Regions from separate parts of the Mus musculus genome. Here all the other regions are linked to region 1. The links are chromatin contacts, called in public Hi-C maps. All regions are on one chromosome and are shown on one strand. The core of a region is the stretch at or near the end of the contact, and the rest is flanking DNA. Distances in the headings are between cores, read along the strand shown.

What was found. A called contact is a pair of places that touch in the nucleus more often than the background predicts.
Region 2: a contact with region 1 is called in a Hi-C map of cortical neurons, with 1.8 times the contacts expected there. A contact is called at or near these places in 4 of 484 Hi-C or Micro-C datasets (the MC3T3-E1 cell line, cortical neurons and nephron progenitors) and 2 of 130 datasets of targeted methods (embryonic fibroblasts and pancreatic cancer cells).
Region 3: a Hi-C map of cortical neurons shows a contact between it and region 1, with 2.5 times the contacts expected there. A contact is called at or near these places in 1 of 484 Hi-C or Micro-C datasets (cortical neurons) and 2 of 130 datasets of targeted methods (embryonic fibroblasts and embryonic stem cells).

What each region holds. Positions count from the first base shown.
Region 1 is chr19:28,578,356-28,581,922 of GRCm38.p6, forward strand. The region is part of intron 2 of Glis3 (GLIS family zinc finger 3); the gene reads right to left. Among named protein-coding and RNA genes, the nearest start is that of D930032P07Rik, 98 kb to the right of the region's middle.
Region 2 is chr19:28,381,138-28,384,704 of GRCm38.p6, forward strand. The region is part of intron 4 of Glis3 (GLIS family zinc finger 3); the gene reads right to left. Among named protein-coding and RNA genes, the nearest start is that of Gm35866, 19 kb to the left of the region's middle.
Region 3 is chr19:28,724,101-28,727,667 of GRCm38.p6, forward strand. No RefSeq gene overlaps it. Among named protein-coding and RNA genes, the nearest start is that of Gm35922, 34 kb to the right of the region's middle.

The DNA.
Region 1 (3,567 bases), core at 571-3,070:
TGGATCCAAACACCCCTCATTTTTATAATAACAACCATCACTGGATTAAGTCACATCCCAATTCGGTATGATGACATCTTTTAATCTAACAATATGACAAAGACTATTTGAAAAGACAATCACATTCTGAAATTTTAGGTAAGTGTGAATCTGAGGGATGGTGGGACTCTTCATGGTCAACCTAAATATGAGCACATCTTTTCAATGCCACCATTTCAAAGGACTCTGAAAAAAAAATCTTCCAGTGAAATACCCAAAGAAAGAACTCTGAGGACAAGTGTATAACTCAAAGAAGTAAACTAACAGGAGACCTATCAGACAGGAGTTCTAATCACAGAGGACTGAGCTATTAACTGTTATGCCAGTTGCCCAAAGATTTTGCCAGGTAAATGTACCTACACAGTGACATCAAAATAGTTTTCCTGAACTAATCTCTTCTCTGGATCCAGATGTGGAAGTGGAAAGCCTCTACCCAGTGTTCGCCATCCAGATTGGGTTAGATATAGTAACATCTGTGTAACGTGTTAGAGACCCTGTACACACAATGTCATTATCTTGATGAGAAAAAAGAATGAAGTCTTCAAATGTACAGCAGTTCTTTCCAGATTAGACAGGGGGGCTAACATGTAAATGCAGGTATGCTTAGGTCTTGGATCCGAATCTGTTGTCTCGTTTTGAGAGCACACACACCCCTCAAAAGCGATTTCATTTATCCACTTTCTCATTCAGTTGTATGTTAGAACTATAAAATATCTTAGCTATCATCCAAAAATAAAAGCTTGTTTAATAAACGAACATGCCAGAAATGATGAGTGACCATGCCCAGGATGACAGGGATAGATGGACAAGCTGGAGATAAAGCCACCAACTCTTGGGTTTTGAATTCAACTTGGTAACATCTAACCATGCTGATTTCTACCTTCACGGTTAACCTGTATTCCAGAGCCAGTGTGGGATGCTGAAAGCCAGATGCACAGATTCCAATCTAGGTCTATCACTGACACTTGTAAGCCAGTCATTTGGGAGCTTAGTTAGCCTCCATGTTCACCATGCACAGTTAGAAATCTCCCCAATCATATCGATGCACAGTGCCTAGGCTCTTACAGAACTGTTGAGAAAATTAAATACACCCAGAACAGAAACTCAGCAAGTTAGCTTGTAGTGATTTTGGGATGATTAAATCACCACCATCATCATCATCATCAAAATATGAAGACAAAGGCTTTCATCACCATCCATGTGTGTTAGCCTTATTAGTTGTAAATCCCCAGTCAGCTGTTTAACAGTATAGCAATTTCCTGGCCCTTCATAATAATTAAATTTAAACTTATTTCATAATCTTCTTTACATCCATCTAATCCTCATGCCTTCCTCTAAACACAAATGCACAAAGCTCTACTTTCTGGTTTTAATTTCCCTGAGTGTGTGAGTTCACATTTAACTGCCTTCATCCAGCGATGGTGGGTCGATTAGTGTCCTTAAATCTAGTGATGTTAGCAGCCTAACCCTGACAAATCCTTGTTCTCGGCTCTCGTGACTTACCGCCCAGACCCTCAGGAAGGCAAACCCTGGGAAAATCATACAAACAGACCCAAATATTTGAAATCAGCATTGTGCTTCCATGCTTACGCCACTCTGAAAGCTTAGAGCATGTCTCTTTCGGTTTTATTCTTTCATTAGCCCAAGGCTTGCTAATTAATTGGAATTTCCCAGAGCTTTTGTTGCCGTGACAAAGGCAAACAGCGCAGAAGCTCATTTCTTCCTGTTGAAGAGGGCCCATCCACCCTCCAAGAGGGCAGTAGACGGGATAAGGGGAGGATTAAGTCGACTTTGAAAGGGTCAGACTCTGTGAGTTCCTGGCCCCCTCTCCCCACCACAGCTGTCTTCATCTTCTCCAATACTGATTAATGAGAAGTGACGTCTCAGCCTTGGTGTTTACTCCTCCAAGAGAGAGGCTGATTCTCAGGCATTATGCGTGATCTAAAATTAGATGGCGAAGAACAGCCTATGAGTAAGGAACAAATAATACTGGGAAGAAAAGATGTTGTACAAAGTGTAAGGCTTATTTGAAAATGAAAAAAAAAAACATAATTTATGGATCAGAGAAGGGAGTAAAACCCAGATGAACACTTCCAAGCAAAGCAAAGCCCAGGCTTAAAAGAAACAAAACGATGCTTAATCTTGACAAAAATATCTCTGTTTAAACCAAAGATAGCAGAGCAGCTGGAAACTCCAGGGAGTGAAGGGGAGTGAAGAGAAATTCGGTCCAAATTCTGCTCCTGGTTTCCTTTTCAATCCGTCATCGTTGCTGGAGGTGCTGGGTTATTGGAACTTAGAGACACTGCCATGGCTTGTTTCGCTCACACTGTAAGAGTGTGGCCCTCACCACTGTCTTTACGTAACAGAGGCCGGAGGGGCTTGTGAACTTGGCTTGTTGGCTCCTGACAACATCAGCTCTTCTAAGTTCTTTTTGACAAAGACGCCTCCTAGAATGCCCAAAGTGGAAAAAATGCCATCTGTCCTTGTAAAAAAAAAATCATGTTATTTCCCACAGGGAAAAAACAGTTTCTTAGTTATCTGCTTACAGGTAAATGTTATCAAAAATGTCTCCCATGTTCAGCTCTTTACCTCTGGCACAGAGCTGGGGTTTATCATAGAGGAGCCACAAAGACCTCTAAAGTATCCCTACCTCCAATTGGTCACCTAAGGGTCCACCTGGACTTCAACAAATAACTGTGAGCCACCTGCACAGACATCTGAACAGAACCACAGACAGACAGACAGACAGACAGACAGACAGACAGACAGATGGCTGGACAGAGAAGACAGCCATGGAGAGAGCCTGGAACTAGGCTCGGAGTATATCAGTAAGTACAGAGTCTTCAATGCAACTGAGACTGCTAGGGGATCCAGGTTTGGAGACTAAGGGCAGGGTTGCAAGTCAGATCCACCAGGGTTTGGTGCTGCCAAGAGAGAGGGAATCTACAACAGACCTAGAGGGAGCATGCAAAGGTGGGAGTGTGTGCTGAGGGAGGGGTACAAGAGTCTACAAGAAGCAAGATGGAGGGAGTACCCACTGTCTAAAGACACAGACTCTGCAATGAGACCATGTGACTGCAACCCTTGGAGTCAACTGTTTACTGGACCTGGATGTCTTCCCCACATGGACAGAACTGTGTAAATCTCAAAACTTCCTTCCGGAATATGAGGCAAACAGCAACTGTTCTAAAGCAAAGTGCCTGACACGATACTATAGCATAAATCTTAAATATCCATCCAGAGGCCAATTTGTAAAAGTCATGGTTCCAAGAAGAAAAACATCCGTGTTTCCTAGCCTGTTCTATCGCTGAGAGATAGAGGAGCCTTTAAGAGATGTGGTTGGCACATTCCAGGCATACCCCTGAAAGGTTTATGGGACTCTAATCACTCCCTCCGTCTCTCATTCACTCTGGGCAGGAGGTAAAGTCTCCCTCTGCTGCATCCTCCCATCGTAGGCTCTACCTGACCACAAACCCTAACCTGATGGAGCCAAGTGGCATGAACTGAAACCGCCAAGAACTAGAGTCA
Region 2 (3,567 bases), core at 509-3,008, 200 kb before region 1:
TAAATAGACTCTTGCATTTCAAGAAAGTAAATGGCTCGTCAGGACCTGCTCTGCTCTTGCTGTGGAGCTGATAGTGGCCTTCTGCCCTCAGAAGACGTGGAAACAGTATCCCTTAAGTGACGAGGGTCACAAAGCCCATGTACCAATCATTCCGCTGTTACAGAAGAAATAAACATGTAAAACGAATAAACGCCTGGAATACAGGACTGAACCTGATATGTGACAAAAATATGCTGTTCTCCAACTATGACAAACTCTGAATATATTACACCATCTCTCCATGCAACCACCCAATGGAAGTCAGGTGGAATTAAACATGCCATAAATCATGAGTCCTTAATAAGCCAGTCAGAATAACATTCTTTGAAAGTTTCTTGATTGTAAATGCAAAAATATTCCAAAGTTAAGGTTGCCAACATTCAAAAGGAAGGAGGAAAGTCGCTCCGAGGAACCAGCATCCCACTCCGAAACCGCACTTTGGGCGCTCACTCATGCTGAGAAGACTGCCCAACCATTTGCTCGAGTTGGCAGTTTTAGGCAGCCTGCGCACAAGTCTCTGCACAGGCAGACAAAGCAGGGTCGGGGATTACGACCCCTATCTACAAGGAGCTCTTTGGTGACTGCCATTCCCAGATGACAAAAAGTTCCATTAAGTCCTTCAAGGCCCAGGGTTCCATTTAGGATATATGAACTAAGGAAACTTACCCCAATAAAAAGAGATGAATTATAATCCCAAGGCCACTTCACATAAACACGGAAGAAAGCAGCACCACTCAAAGCGTGTTCAGTTTTTTATTCCAAAACATATTAGAAGCCAAGGCTAAAGTAATGGGCACCAACTCTCCTCTTGGTGACACGGCAGATTCAATACAACGGTCACTTTTGTAAAGAAGGGGAGTCTGCCCTCATGCTTCACTGGACTCTCCCCCAAGCATTCTTAATTTTCTTTCCTGTTAAAAGGGTTACCAGTTCTCTAATGGAAATTAACACTGTTGGTGAGTAATTGGCCACAGGGTCTGGGCTGCTTGAGAAAGACCCAGGCTTTAGCTGTTTACTCCCATTTATACAAACAAATCTGTAAGCTGACAGTTGGCCACTGATGTCATGCCTCTGAGCGGTTCTGTGCTTGCTTCTTGCTTCTCTCCTGAGAGGAGAACACAGGACAGCTGGGGAGCAGCACAGGGGGGGGGGGGGGGGGAGACTAGGAAGGTGGGGGAGGGGCGAGGCGGCATGCCTTTGGAGTCACAGATGCAGCTGAATTCTAATGATGTCACTTCATTTTCTCTCAGGCAATGGCGACCCCACCTCCCAAGCCATGCACTTTCAATGAGGAGTAAAGCTAAAATCTTGGCAAGGCGCAGAGAGTAGCAACGTCCTGAACCGGCAGCCAAGATCTGGATGTGAATTTTAAGTTGTTTTCTCCCCCACATGTCCAACGAGATCTGTTATAATTTCAGAAAGGGGAAAAATAGATTTATTGATGGCTAAAAAGCCACATTTCAGAGTTGCCAGTGCTAATCAATAACTGGAATTTGACAAAAGACCGTGTTCCACTCAATAATGAAAAGGACACACATATAAAGGCAAGTATAATTACGTGGTATAAATAAGGGAGAAGTTGCCAGAGACTGCATGCTGCCAAGTGCCTCAAATATGCATGTTCTTTGAAAGACTTATTTTTGTGTCTATGGAGGATGAATAAACCTCACAAGGGAAAAAAAAAAAGGCTCTTCCCAAACCTTTGCTCATTTCTGGAACTGCACTCTTTCTACAGGTTCTGCGACGTCTGACTGGGTTTTCCATTCATTTGACATGTCCGCACGTCCGTCCTTATAGAGCTCAGGAAAACATAAATGAACTTACAGTGAGAAAATGCTGGGGGTAAGAGGATTGTTGCCCCCAGGACTTCTCTGCTACTGGGGGCTCCTTGTTCCTACATGGGCGTAAATGCTGTAGCCCTGTGAAGTCTGAGTGACCAGAGAAAGCTGAGGATGTTCTGGGTCTCAGCCAAGAGGAGTTCTCACCTTCAAGGCTGCTCTCTGCATCATGGGTCCCTCTCCTCTCACATCGAGATCAGATGAGGAGGAACGTTAATTACTGAACTGTATGACAGCTTCCTCCTCAACCCCAACTTTAACACCTACAGGTAGGGGCACTTAAGAGTAGGCCTGTGTTGGGCTGCTCAGCTCCAAGAATACAGGGGAGACCATGTTGGATGTCTTCACCAAAACACGTGACCTTACTGTGAAGCCGGAGCGGGCTCTGGACTCATGGGGACACCACAGACAATGTTTTCCAGTGCATCGAGTACAGAAAGGGTAACTCCTGCATAGACAGTGCAAGGGAAGACCTTCTATGTCCCTTAAGTCAGATGGAAATTTTACTTCTGAAACAGATTTGTCACGAAGACACTATGAACAGGACATTACACCCCATCAGTAACTTGGAAGCTATCTGCAGTCTGGGAGGGTGCATAGGTTCCTTCAGACTGCCAGACACATTTTAAATAAACAACTACATCAGCACACTGAAGGGCAGAAGTTCCTGACAGCTGTATATACTTCCCAAGTAGACACACACAGAGAGAGCTAAGAGGCAGTATCAGGGCTAGCCGGCCATCATCTCTACCGAGAGGGTGGATTATATTTACCATAGATGGATGGTACTAATTTAGGAAACCGCCAGTAAATGCTATAGATCTCTCCTCAGTCTCTCACATAGCCTTTTGTAGACAGAAAGATAAATCTGAAGCTAAGAGTAAGCTCATTTAATTTTCACCTGACAACCAGTAATAACAGAAGCGTCTTACAAAGGTTGCGTTTCAATGAAAAGAATCCATTACTGGGCATATAAAACACGTTTGCATTAATTACATTCCTTTGCACTGCATTTGACAAAACGTCAAGAACTCGACCCTGCCCTCCATCTACACATACAGCCTAGCATCACCAAAAGGGGGTAGCATATGAGCAGAATTCTGCTTGTTACCTCCACAGTTCTTCTTCTACTAGGGCAGGAACTCAATCAAGTACTCTGTACTTTAGTTACTACATATAATTAGGTGGGATGTTCTGAAATGAATCACCAAAAATATTACCAGGCATATAACAAGGGTCAAGTATTCCCTACCAGGCGACTTTTCTGTGTTTCCAATATTGCTTGTGTTTGGAACAAACCTTACTCTTCATGCTAGGAAATTTAAAAGAACAAGAGATGAGAAAGGACACTTTCCATGGGCTGTCACAACAATGGCTATCAGTTGAAATGACTTAGAAAAATGTCAAAACTGCAGTATTTTCAGTGTCCAGGAGGCCATGAGGTGAGATGCTACTGTCTAAGGATACCATAGTATTTTGCCTTTAAAGCTGTAAACAATAAAGGTGCCTTTAAAAGTCCTACTGAATTAAGAAACACCACAAATGTCACGGGATTAAGAGTCTTGCCTGAAATCAAATATGAAGAATTCTTAATGTAGCTCTGCTAATGAACAACTGGGCCATCAACAAAACAAAATACTCCCAGGGCCACAAGTTTCACACTTGCCAATAAAAATAAGGAACCTATATT
Region 3 (3,567 bases), core at 786-3,285, 150 kb after region 1:
AGAGAGAGAGAAAGAAAGAGAAGGAAGGAAGGAAGGAAGGAAGGAAGGAAGGAAGGAAGGAAGGAAGGAAGAGAGAAAGATCAGGAAACCCAACTGAGATGCAAAGACTTGCCCCAAACAACAAATCCGGTTGACTGTGTGCTTCTTAGGGAGCTGGAACCCAGGCGCAACTTTCCTGGGAGCTTTGCTATTTCCCTAATATCCAACTAGGGAGAGAGCAAGGGACATTGCATCAGTCAATTTTCTTGTTGCTGTGGCAACATACCTGGCAGAAATAAGGAAGGAAGAATGGGGGGGGGGGCTTGTTTGTCAAGTTGACACCTAAGTTTCTCTCTGTCTTTTTTTAAAATTATTTTTTGAAACAACAACAACCACAACAACCAAAAATGGCTATGCTCCGTGCTACCTCTTTTCATGGGTTATAACACCCGACTCTAATCTATCTCTTCTGCTCTCCTGACTGACTGACCTTGGGTAAGCCATATTTGCCAGGAGGTCCGAACTGATTTCTGTGAGAGGTAATGAACTCATTTGTGTCCCTAAACTTGGCTCGATACCAGAGCTTTCTCCGTAGACCTGTTTTCTTTCCTTGTAGTGCTGAGGACAGAAGCTGGGGCCTTAAACATTAGGGGTGTGGTGATTTGAATGAGAATGGCTCCCCATGCGTTCATATATTTCAAAGCTTGGTCCCCAGCCAGCGACAGTGTTCGTGAAGCATTAGGAGGTGAGGCCTTGGATGAGGTGTATCACTGGAGATGGCCTTTGACATCTGTCCACGCCTAGTTCACAGTTAGCTTTCTCTCTGCCTAGTGCCTGTGGACAGGAAGAAATCCCTCAGCTACTTCTCCAGAGCCATGCCTGCCTCTCTGTTGCCATGTTTCCCTCCATGACCGCCATGGGCTCTAACCCTCTGGAACCATGAGCCCCTATAGTAAATGCTTTCTTTTTATAAATTGCTTTGGTCACATGTTTCATCACAGTAATAGAAGTAACTAAGACCTAGACAAGTACTCTGCCATGGGATTAGTCTTCAAACTAGTAATGGTGTAGTTTGTGAGGTAACTTCCATATTGATTTGTTTGTGTCTATGAAGAAAATCTCCATGCTTGTGATCTGCATGTGGCCATTGTTGGGTTTCAGGCAAAGTCCATAAACGAAGCAAGTAAGATACAGGGTGGGCCCATTAGGAGTTAGTCAGCATGGTGATTGGAGCAGACATTGAGGAGGAAGAGCTGATGAAAGGCAGTGTGAGAACTGGGCTTGATTTTCTGCCCTCAGTCTCAGAGAACACGGCCCGAGCCTCGGGGTGGGGGTGGGGGAGAACTGCAAGCAGAGAGAGAGTCACCCGCTGTATAAAACCTTGCTTTAAGGCAGGAGCCATACAGTTTCATACTGTATATCTTTTGACCCCCAGAATTTGGGAGGCAGAGGCAGGTGGATCTCTGTGAGTTGAAGCCCAGCCTGCTCTACACAGTGAGTTCCAGGAAAGCAAGGGCTACACAGAGAGACCTTGTGTTAAAACAAAACAAAACAAAACAAAACAAACCACCTTACTTGTATACTACTGAAGGTACTTTAGACAACAACAGTGAAGGCTCAGAACCCAGCATCCAGGTGTCCATCTCTGGAGATCCTTACTTAATTGCTCTGGGTTGTGCCTGAGCCTGGGGATTTTCCAAAGCACCCTGTGTGATTCCATCTTGATGCTAACATTGAGATCTCAGACTGGCCGCAAAGCCCTCAGGACAAGAAGGCTCTATGTGTTATAGATACCCCTTAAGACTGTTGAAAATTGGTATTTCAAGGACCCTCCTAGTGCGTTCACATAGAGATTCCCGTTTAAAACAGTGGAAGGTCTCAATACAAAACTTCCTAAATATGTTTTGGGGATAAACTCAACCCCTCAGTCATGGCTTAGTTGCTTGGCTTTTATAGTTGATAGCTTAGAAATCATTCTGTCTCCAGGTGTATGAGTCACACGAAGCCCCTTCTAACTGACTGGATTTTTCTTCTTCACTGAAGTGAGTGGATTGATCGGTTGTTTTGTCATAGCGTAGCTAAAGCCGGTGGGAGGGTGCCAGTTATCATTTGGAGAAAAGGTATCAATTTGAAGTACCAGAGACAGCGGGTGAATTGTGCTCGTGAAATAGATGTTTCGCTCTACTTTTTAATTTGCTCCTGTTTGAGTTAGCTGAGATTTCTTCTTTATTTTTAAAGAATGACATTTATACAGCCGCTTAAACTGCCAATCTGTTACATAAACAGCCTTGTTTTCCTGAAGGCTAGCGCCCCCTAGAGGCCAAATATGTGTAGCGTTTTAGACTTCGGTCAGGAAAAGACCCTGGTGTTTCTAATAGCCTTATAATTTGCCACGCAGGTGAAGTAAATTGGACTATTCGTTATAGCAAAATTCCCCAAGAGAAGTCTCAAAGCCAGACAACAATGCGACAAGGGGACAACAAAAAGCCTAAGACAAAAAATGTTTTTCCCTGGCATCAAATCCAGGCTTTAGAACCGGGATAGAAAGGCTGAGCCGCAGTCAAGTGACTTTGCGCGTGGCCAGAGCTTGATACTCACATACTGATGGAGGACCTTCAACCTCTGCAGCTAAAGTGGGCTGAAATCTGAAGGTCTTCCAAGTTTTCCCCACAAAGCTTGAGGCATCAAGCCCATAAAGCCATGGGGGTTTGTTTCGTTTCTGATTCCTTTGCCCACCACTTAACTCTCAGTAGCATGCGGACTCATTTAAAATGCTATTCCACCGCTGCCCAGCCCAGACCCAAAGAAGCAAAATCTATTGGTGTCTGGCGCAGGAAGATGAGTTTTAACAGGACATCACAAGTAGTCACTAGTATTGTGCTTTCCATAAACTAAGTGAAGTGCTGTCAAAAGCTCCTAATTAATGAGAGTTTGGGGGCTCTTTTCGGATAGAACATAACTTTGAGTGCAGGAAGAGGCTATGCATGTGTGGTGGGCCTCAGAGCTCTTCATTTTCTCATGCATACACGCCACACAACCTGAGACTGGCCTTGTTCTCATGGCCTCTCTTGGATGTCACCATATTTCCTTCAGCAATTCCACTGAAATTGCCTGGGCTAACCCCTTGACTCAAAGTGTCAACAAGCTAATGGGATCCATTAATCCTTTCTAATTGATTAGTGCTAATGAGCAAGGCTGAATCCCCTGGTTCTCAACTCAGTGAGAACCAGAAAGCCCTCAAGGGCTCGTTAAGACATAGATCGCTGGCTTTCTTGTCCAGGGACTCTGTCCTAGGGCATAGCCTAGGAATCTGCATTTCTACAAGTTTCCAGGACACAATGCTGATGCTACAGGCTTGGGCAATAGCATTTCCCACTCTCTACGTGTTATTGGAGAACTTTAAGAAATGACCAGAAGGCCACATAACATTCCAGCTAGTCAGCCAGGGGCCAGACTATCAGCATTTTAAAAGTAACCCCACATGACCCCAGTGAGCAACCGAAGTTGAGAATTATTAATCTAGAACTGCAATTCTCAAAATTGACTGCACCTGATTGATCACTGGCGGGCTTTTCTAGGGCGCACATT